2 separate regions of the Arachis hypogaea genome follow, and region 1 is linked to region 2. A link is a contact called in public Hi-C data. All regions are on one chromosome and are shown on one strand. Each heading gives the region's core, a stretch centred on a gene start, on an enhancer-like site or on the middle of the called end of the contact. The rest is flanking DNA. Distances are from core to core; before and after follow the strand shown. Region 1 holds the start of LOC112733097 (BTB/POZ domain-containing protein At2g13690). Region 2 overlaps LOC112733092 (callose synthase 5).

Region 1 (4,112 bases), core at 88-2,587, 71 kb before region 2:
TTCCCTCTCAAAGTCAATCTCACATCAAAGCCATTCTTGTTGACTCCTTCAACAGAACTGGAACTGGAACCTGAGCCCAAAATCTCCGGCGGCGACGACCGGAAACTCGGCGCAGTGGGAGCACGGAAGCTTGCGGATCGTAGTCCAGGTTCGGGCTCAATCGTGACGGCAGGATCGGAGTCGATGGGAGAGACCCTTCCGGGAGAGAGGATCCGGCGAGGGTCAATCCGAGAGACGATGGGGAAGGGGGATTTAGGGGAGTTGGGGATGGAGGCGAGCGTGGTGTGCTTCGATAATGATGAGAGCGTTTCGGTTTTGTTGCGGGGCGATTTGGTGTGAGAGAATGAAGAGTTTTCGGGGCTCGCCGGAGGGGTGGTAAATGAGCAGCACCACGTCCGCCGCCGGGAAACGAGCTTCCGGTCTCTACGGGACGACAAGTAGTCCATTTTGGGGCGGGCGAGTCACAGACTCAGTTGCGCCACTGAGTTAGTGAGCGAGTACGAGTTATAGTGAAAATGCAAATGGGAGAGGAGCTGAGCTGACAGCCTAGTGTCACGAGAGATGATGCCTATTTTTTGGTGTCATGAGTTGCCTATTTGTTTTCTTGCGGTCGGATGGCCTTTTCATTTTTGAGGTGAAAGTGGTAGTTAGAAACAGAAACCAATTGATAATTGTACTTCACTCGCAACAATGCGACAAGTGAAGTCAAGTATCCATCAAAAGGCGCTGCCAACGCTCAAGCAAGGAATTCACAATTCACTGACTCCCCGTGTGAACCAATGTTCAATGTTCAAGCAAATATTTACTTCGGATTAGGGTAAACACAAAACACTATCTTTGGACTTGACCGCTTGTGTTAAGGTAAGTGAATAAGTCTCTTAGATAATAGGACACAAAACACTATCTGCATATTAGTTCATTCATAATGGATTCGAAAGTCGGTCATTTTAGGCCTATTTACTTGACGGGCTTCATCGTGACAAGCCCAAGCTGTCCCAAATTCAAACAGCACCCAAGACCCAAGTTCTTTGTAGTTTATACTTTATGCACTACTTTAGGCCTCAAACCCAAACTGAAAATGCCACGTGCATGGCATATAACATACATGACCATCATGCATGAATTAACCTTCTCTCACAGCGTCACTCACCCACGGGGAAAAAAAATGTAAGGAAGTTACATGATTGAAAGCGCTAGAAAGAAGAAACTTTGGGAGCGAGATGTATGCAAATATAAAGATAGAGAGAGCCATACGCGATATGAGATGCAACAGAATTATTGGTTACAAGGGAATATAATATATGAATGAATAGAATAAAATAAAATCATATATGATACATCATATACATGGGTTTGAAAGCATCCAGATCTTGATATGATATATAGATCTAAGCGTCGCCATCAAGCATGATACGCCTCCATAACGAGCGTCCACGTTCCACAAGACCATAACTGAGTCAATGACGTCCACCAAACCTCATTGGCGGTGCCTTCCTAACACGTAATCTCTATTTCGCCCCCCAAATTTCCCCTTTTAGGAACCATACAAAACACGTTCCCCACTCCTATTCTATGTAAATTCTCTCTGTTTGTACTATGGTCTCCATCACACGACACCTGTCCCCAACACACCCCACTTTTTGTGCGCCACGTGCACCCCTTCCCTCTTCCCTCGCCACGTTGCTCTTGCGTGGTCCACCCTCTCATGCTTAGCCGCCACTGTAGACCACCGTGCTTCTCGTCCCCCCTTCCTCCACAACTATATATAAACCACTCCATTTCAATTTGCTTGTACTCTTTCTCACACAACGGATTTATATTTTCAATCACAATCGATATAGTTGCTTGGTGACCGACTTCTAATCATTCATGTTAATAGTATTTGGCGTTTCAATTCGACATACACAAAGAATTAAAACAAGAGAATATATAATGGAGGCACCGATGGTATCCATTGAACGGAGTTCATCGATTGAAAGGGAACCCAGAACTCTCAGCATCGACCAACTTGAATCCGCAAGGGTTAGGAAGTGCTTTCTAATTATCTCTCTTTTATTTCATTATTATTTTATTTCTTAGCTTCCGATCCACAACTATATATGCCTAATATGGGATGTTATATATTGTTATGGAATTTACAGAATTTAGCGATGTACATATTGAATACAAAGCCTATAGAAGAAGCTTCCAGAATTTTCACAGAGGTAATTGCTTAATTAATTATTCTCCGCTAGTTTCTTTCATTGTAGAGATTTCGCTGTTGGTAATATTATGGATATATTGGGCAGTTACTCTAAGAATAAACCAAAATATTAGTCTTACAGAATTGTGAATTTATCTTTTTGGTGGTTTTATATATTTTAAAACAAAATAACTTGTCATTTCAAATAAGGCAATTGCTAAAAAATTAGAGGATATATTATTATTTTCGAAAAAATGTTAAGGGTGGTTAACCCTTTTTATAAATGCTGGCAAAATAATAGGCAAAAATAATAAAAGTATTAGTTATGTATTATTTTTAGTTTTTTTTTTTTTTTACATTATTACATAATAAGTATAAGTATACACATTTTAAGTTTTTTTTTTTATCTATTTAATTGGATTATAAAATATTGTATTTTTATTAAATTTTAGATAATGTATGCTTTTTTTCATAAAATTTAGATTTTAAATCATTTATTTATTTAAAATGTAAAATTATTGAAAAATATTGGTATAGTTTTAGAGTAATAGTAATCTTTATATCTCTGTATTACGTACTGGAGGCATGCACACGGCTAGGGTGGATCAGATAATGGAGTTCCCATGCATGAGAACTTGCACTATATCCATATTTTAATTGTCGAATATATTTTAACATATTTTAAAAAATTTAATCCATCATATCTTCTCCTTGTATGACTCTCTATATATGTATATTGGGTACCGTTACTCAAAAGGGAATATGAACGTACGACTGCTGAATTTTTTTATTTAGGTGTTAGATAATTAAAAAAATAATTTTTAAGAAGATAATTATCTGGATGTATAATTTTATAGCTAATAGTTTTAATTTTAGATAGTGAATATTTTTAATGACATGATAATATATTAAGTGTAAAATTTAATATAAAATATATATTAAAAATGTTTTGGAATAATTTTATAGCAGATAGTATTAGTTTTAGATAGTGAATATTTTTAATGACATGATACTATATTATTTATTTTTTTAAATTTAAAATTTATATATATTTTTTTAAAAATTCAGTATATAACAAAATTAATTAGTTATTAAAATATAAGATATTAAAATATAAAATATAATTAAAAATAAATTAAACAAAATAATATTTTAAAAAATTAGTTAGGTTTACCGACATGATAATATATTATGGATGGTTTCTTTAAAAAAAATTTAAAACGAAAAGTAAATTATATATATATATATATATATATATATATATATATTTTAAATTTCAATGAGAACACTTGTCTAATTTTTTGGCCGAGCAGTAGTTTAATTCTGTATTTATGGCATGTGCAGGGTTTACAGCCGGTGGTTAGTGCAGCTTGCCGTATGGGATATGATACAGGGATGGATATTGATCCTGCGCAAGAATTACAAAATATGAGAGACGATGACCCTGCTGCACATGATGCTTTCAGGGACATAGCATCTGCACCTTTCTAGAACGTATATCAAATAATAATATGACTCTCTCCAGTTAAGTATTGTTGCTGCTGACGAGAGATCTTCAATGTAGTCTTTGTAAATATTTGTCAACATGGGATGAAATTTTGGGTTTTGGTCTTCTCTAATTTTTATGGCGTCGCTGGATTATTCGTTGTTTTTTCATGGATGCTTTCAATTTTATTTTATTTTATTTCAAAAATTTGATGAGAATAGTGTTGGTTTTGTAACAATTAAATCATGATTTGACTCGAGAAAGCGACTATGTTGAAAATATGATTTGGTTTATAAGTGGGGGAAGACGATTTGGTCCTGGAAGTAGTGGTCTAAGTTAGGCTGCCAACGCGAGACTCAATTTCGTACACACTGAGTAGTTTATATCCTTAGTGTCCAATAAAGATTGGTCGATCATATAGCTCCGTGCACAGAAATAGAGAAT
Region 2 (4,655 bases), core at 59-2,558:
ATGTGTAGAATTTTTTTATTAAATAAGTTATTTTTAATAAGAATAGTTGAAATAGTATAAAGTGAAATTACCTGTTAATATTTTTCTTTGACCCACTCTGTCGGACAATGTCTCAGGTATTGCAAATTCAAAATAGTGTTGGAAAATGTTCGATTTAAAAATACAATAAATATGTTTGTTTTGTACCTTTTTCATCTAATATAATCATTTCTAAGTAAAGAAACTCTTCTTCATTAGTGGGTGTTAATGTTTTCTATAGATGAACCACACGAACTTTGATAAACTAATTGTCTATTTGTTTGGTGATATTGTCTAAAGAATGATGCTCCATTGAGTAAGTTTGAGATGTTGTGTAGTGCGAAAATAAATTTCTTGTGCTAAATTTAATGTTATTTGAAGAAATAGTGATAAGAGACTATATAAGTAGTTCAAATAGTATGAAATTTGAATATTTGTAACGTTAAATTCATTACGATTAATAGATTATTATGACATTTGTAATATGAATGTTTATTATATTTAATGAGTAATTTATAAAAATTAATAAATTAATTATTGGGGTTATAAATTTAATGTAATGTTTATAACGGTAAAATATAATAAATATAGGGATATTAATTCTGGTAGGTTACAAATTTGGTTAGATACTATTAATTTTTAATTATTGTCATTGGTAATTTTGCAGTCTAATTTGTATATATTTATATTACTTGTATATTTTTTTGTATATTTTATTTTTTGCTGATTTGGAAATAATAGTTGATTTGACTAAACTTGAGTGGTTGATTCTAAAATGTTGCTAAGTAAGCGATATTGCTGACATGGTATTAGTAGGAGAAAAAAAGATGTATTAAAAAAAATATGAATAAACTTATACATCTACTTTTATATATTAAGAATAGATTTATAACGACTAATGAATATTAAAAATTTTACCTAAAATCTAGTGTTTATTCCTCAACACTCTAATTTTATATCACACAGCTTTTCTAATATTACACTCACTAGAAGAGAATTTATTTCATAGAAATTATGAATGGCTTCTGTTTCAATTTTTTCTTTTTCAATTCGGTGGCTACTTGCACCGTTTCTTTCTTTTATTTTACTAACTAGCCAACAATGTTGACTTTTATTGCAAAAAGACAAGCCACACTCGTACGGTTTCAACATTGTTATCATACTTTTCCTAATTAATAACTAACATATTTGAAATTCAATTCACTTAAGTGAAACCGACCTGATTTCGTTGACCATCATATCAGTAACCACTTCTAAGATGTCTTGCAGCAACACTACCACTGTATTTCGCTTGGATGGATCCGCATCTTTCTGTGATAAGAAAGCATGGCACAAGTTTACATATACAAAGTCAAGACACCGTTCAAGAATACAATCTACAGAATTATATTATATTAGCAAATTGGTAGGAACTTCATGCCTAGAGATTTACATTCTCTTAAATAAAAAACTTAATTTGAGAAAAATTAGTTCCCAATAACTGAGATGCGAGAGAAAAAAAAAATTGAAAATTAAGCTTTACATTCAATAATGATCTGAGTATGTGTCTCCCTCAATAAGTTAAAAAAAGTGATCAAATACAGTTATTGTTGCGTAGAGGCTTTATATAAGAAAGAATAGAGATTAGAGATGAATATTCTAAATGACTCACCAAGATTTCCACAAGTTCCACAAACTTTTTAAAAAGGAAAGGTAAAAAGCTCATTCGGAAATTGGTAGTAAGTGTATTCTTTGATATGTTGTTCTTAACTTCTTTAGTGATGATAGAAATTATCCTGCTCCAGCACAATAAATTCATAAGTGCTGATAATGATTCAATTTTAATGATATTTCATAAGGCATCTTCAATCACATGTGCTACTAAATAAAAACAACAAATAGCATATAGAATGATCCTTTGTATCAGCACAAGAAAGAAGGAAAAGAAAAAGGAAAAAAGAACCCTTAATGGTACCTCTTTTCATTTTCACCGACAACCAAATCACGAAGAACATGTTTAAGAGATTGATAACATTCGATCACAGCACACTTCATATATTGATCTGCACTTATGCGCTTCCAAAGATCAGAGTCCTTTCCTCGAAATTGAGTTGCCATATCCAGAGCTACAGGAATCTGTAAAGGCTACAGTCAATCACATGAGCTGGTCAAACATAAAAATATTAAAATCCAGTGATACAGACCTTGCTTGCAAGCAAAAACGGTGGCCACTGAATTGTTTTCAGACGAGAATCTGAAGAGTAAGGAACCAGCAAAAGGTCCATTTCCCTGGATTATGCAAGCACTTAGTAATAAGTGACGAGCATAGTAAATAAGGATGAAGGAGAAAGTAATAGAAGCCAGGCAAGAGCAACTAAAGACATTTTCTTTGAGGCCTTGCCTATCACTAATGAGATCTTCCTCACGAAAACTGCAAATAATTTCATTCCATAATTGGGCAAATTTGGCAGCTTCACTTCTTCTGCTAGCAGAAATCTATACAAGCATGAAAATTGAAGTGAAGAGAATAACGAGATTTATTTTTAATGTACTAAGCAATGAAAATGTGGTAGACCTCATCAAATTTCTTTGAGAAAGAGAATTTCTTTCCTTGCTTCTTTTGGGAAGGAACCAAGTATGTGTTGAATGCACCAGGCAATGACTGGAACCGTGATCTCAGCATGCTCATAGTGTGTATCTGTATAACCAAATGGATAATAACAACATTAACTGAATATCAAAGCATTACTGTGAACTGATTATTCCATAAAAAGTTTTCCCATCTCAAGTTCACCCTTAAATGAAGAGGACAGTCCAAGTTTATCAACAAGTTGGAGACTTTGGAATTCATAAAACTGTTGTAAATGATTATCCAGCATCATATGTCTCCAAATTGCTCCTTTAAATTTCTCAAATTGATTACATATGTTTGATTGTTAGTATGTGAGTGTGTGTTGAAAAAATGTAGAAAGCAGAAAAGGTTATGTATCACAAATCCTGTTCAGAAATAGCAAGCTAAAGAAAGGATAAAATTGATAGCGGCCTCTCCTAGATTTTGGTCCATAACTGAAAACTAAGGTCCAAGTTTCTTTACCGATTGGATACTTCAGAAGTTCATAAAAACATAAGCAGATGATGATCCAGTACTATGTATCCAAAAGGATCCTAATCATTTTTCATCTTGATTAAATAAGTTCAATTTTTAGTTAGATGCGCAAGTCTGCATTAGTTTATCATAAATACTCCTCAGACATTGCTAGTAATATGACAAAATTGATTACGACCTCTCCTAGACGATCAAAGGCTCCAATAACACCACCATACAAAGTTGAGAAGACTGCGTACCAAATTTGTGCATCCATGAAATAAACCTGTATTGAAAATTCAAATAACGACATAAAATTTCTGATAACTTATCTGAACAAGTGAAAAGATTAATATATGAACATAAACATGAAAATATAGCATTAGCACCATGAGTACAGGAGCCCAGAGTGCAACGACTGCGCTATAGTTATGTCGAGCTGCATAGACCAGAAAATATTAGATCAATAAAATGAATAGCATGCTACAATACAAGGTAATCATGAAGGGGCAAAAAAAGAAGAAAAGGAGCAGGAGGAGGAGGAAAATACCATCGGGGAAAAACTCGTGCCAACCATAGTCAACATGTTTAATGGCCATTATTAACTTTGTTGGCTCAATCAGAGGTTTTATCTGAAGATAGATAAAGCAGTTAAAATCTTAAAAGAGGCCCAATAACTTCACAAGCTTAGTTTTAAGTAACAAGTACTGAACATATAGCGTTTTTACTTGGACAAAATAGCTGAACGCAAATTTGGAAGCCAATAGTAGGACCCAGAAAATAGTGTACCTGGCATTAAAAAATGGAACATAAATGATGGAACAATAACTTTCAGACAATAAACAAGGGGACAATCCAATAATTACTTCAGTAAAATAGTTTGCATGAAACTTACTTTAGGAGAGCAAATTGGTTTTCGTGCATTCCTCTTCCAACATATATTCTTGGCTGCAGTGGGAGAAAGACAAATCATTTAGAAAAAGAGAAAGGGGGAGGAATTACTTTGACAGTTTGACCAGCCTATTATGCCAAATATATGTTTTTTATATGACTAACCGTCACTGGCTCATAGTATTTGTGTATTCAAAACATATGGGGAAAAATAGCGCTACAGATTAAATAATGCTATAAATCCAAGTCTTTTTATAAACCAAAGTCTAATTAAGTTAAACAATAAGACTAAGATTAATGTTAATTATAACTGATTTTTGTTATATTAGACTAATTAGACTTAATTAACAAAAAGACTTGGATATATAGCATTATTCTATATTTCTATTAGCTTGATGTTCTTCATATGAAAGAGATCAATCTTTTCCATGTAAATAATATTCAGTTAAGAAACCGTACTACATGAGAAGTTTCTTACAAACCGAAAATTTTCAACATATATTATCTAACAACGAACAGAAATAGTTCAATACGTTAGATACCTGAGACCACCACAAGAAGAGTCTGACTATGTGCCAGTCTGAGTTTTCAATCCAACGCCTGAGCATCGGGAAAAGAAAGAGTATAGCTGCTAGTAGATTTGGAAGCATATACAATGCAACTGCAAAGAGATACAACGGTG

Evidence for each region. A called contact is a pair of places that touch in the nucleus more often than the background predicts.
Region 1: a contact with region 2 is called in a Hi-C map of leaf, with 4 times the contacts expected there. The contact joins the promoter of LOC112733097 here to the enhancer-like site in region 2. A contact is called at or near these places in 3 of 8 Hi-C or Micro-C datasets (leaf and an unstated tissue).

What each region holds. Positions count from the first base shown.
Region 1 is chr13:123,430,701-123,434,812 of arahy.Tifrunner.gnm2.J5K5, reverse strand. It overlaps LOC112733097 (BTB/POZ domain-containing protein At2g13690), which reads right to left and starts at 1,337. Exons shown (of 2, transcript XM_025781969.3): 1 at 1-1,337. The coding sequence starts at 446. LOC112733099 (a long non-coding RNA gene) reads left to right here and starts at 1,519. Exons shown (of 4, transcript XR_011869936.1): 1 at 1,519-2,022; 2 at 2,142-2,204; 3 at 3,527-4,112.
Region 2 is chr13:123,359,329-123,363,983 of arahy.Tifrunner.gnm2.J5K5, reverse strand. It overlaps LOC112733092 (callose synthase 5), which reads right to left. Exons shown (of 42, transcript XM_072210856.1): 15 at 4,516-4,655; 16 at 3,978-4,030; 17 at 3,811-3,871; 18 at 3,633-3,714; 19 at 3,472-3,521; 20 at 3,282-3,368; 21 at 2,573-2,695; 22 at 2,399-2,493; 23 at 2,202-2,286; 24 at 1,973-2,133; 25 at 1,670-1,793; 26 at 1,234-1,329. Among protein-coding and RNA genes, the nearest start is that of LOC112733092, 12 kb to the right of the region's middle. Within about 2 kb of position 1,308, at least 2 of the 3 cell types and tissues checked have open chromatin away from gene starts, as enhancers often do.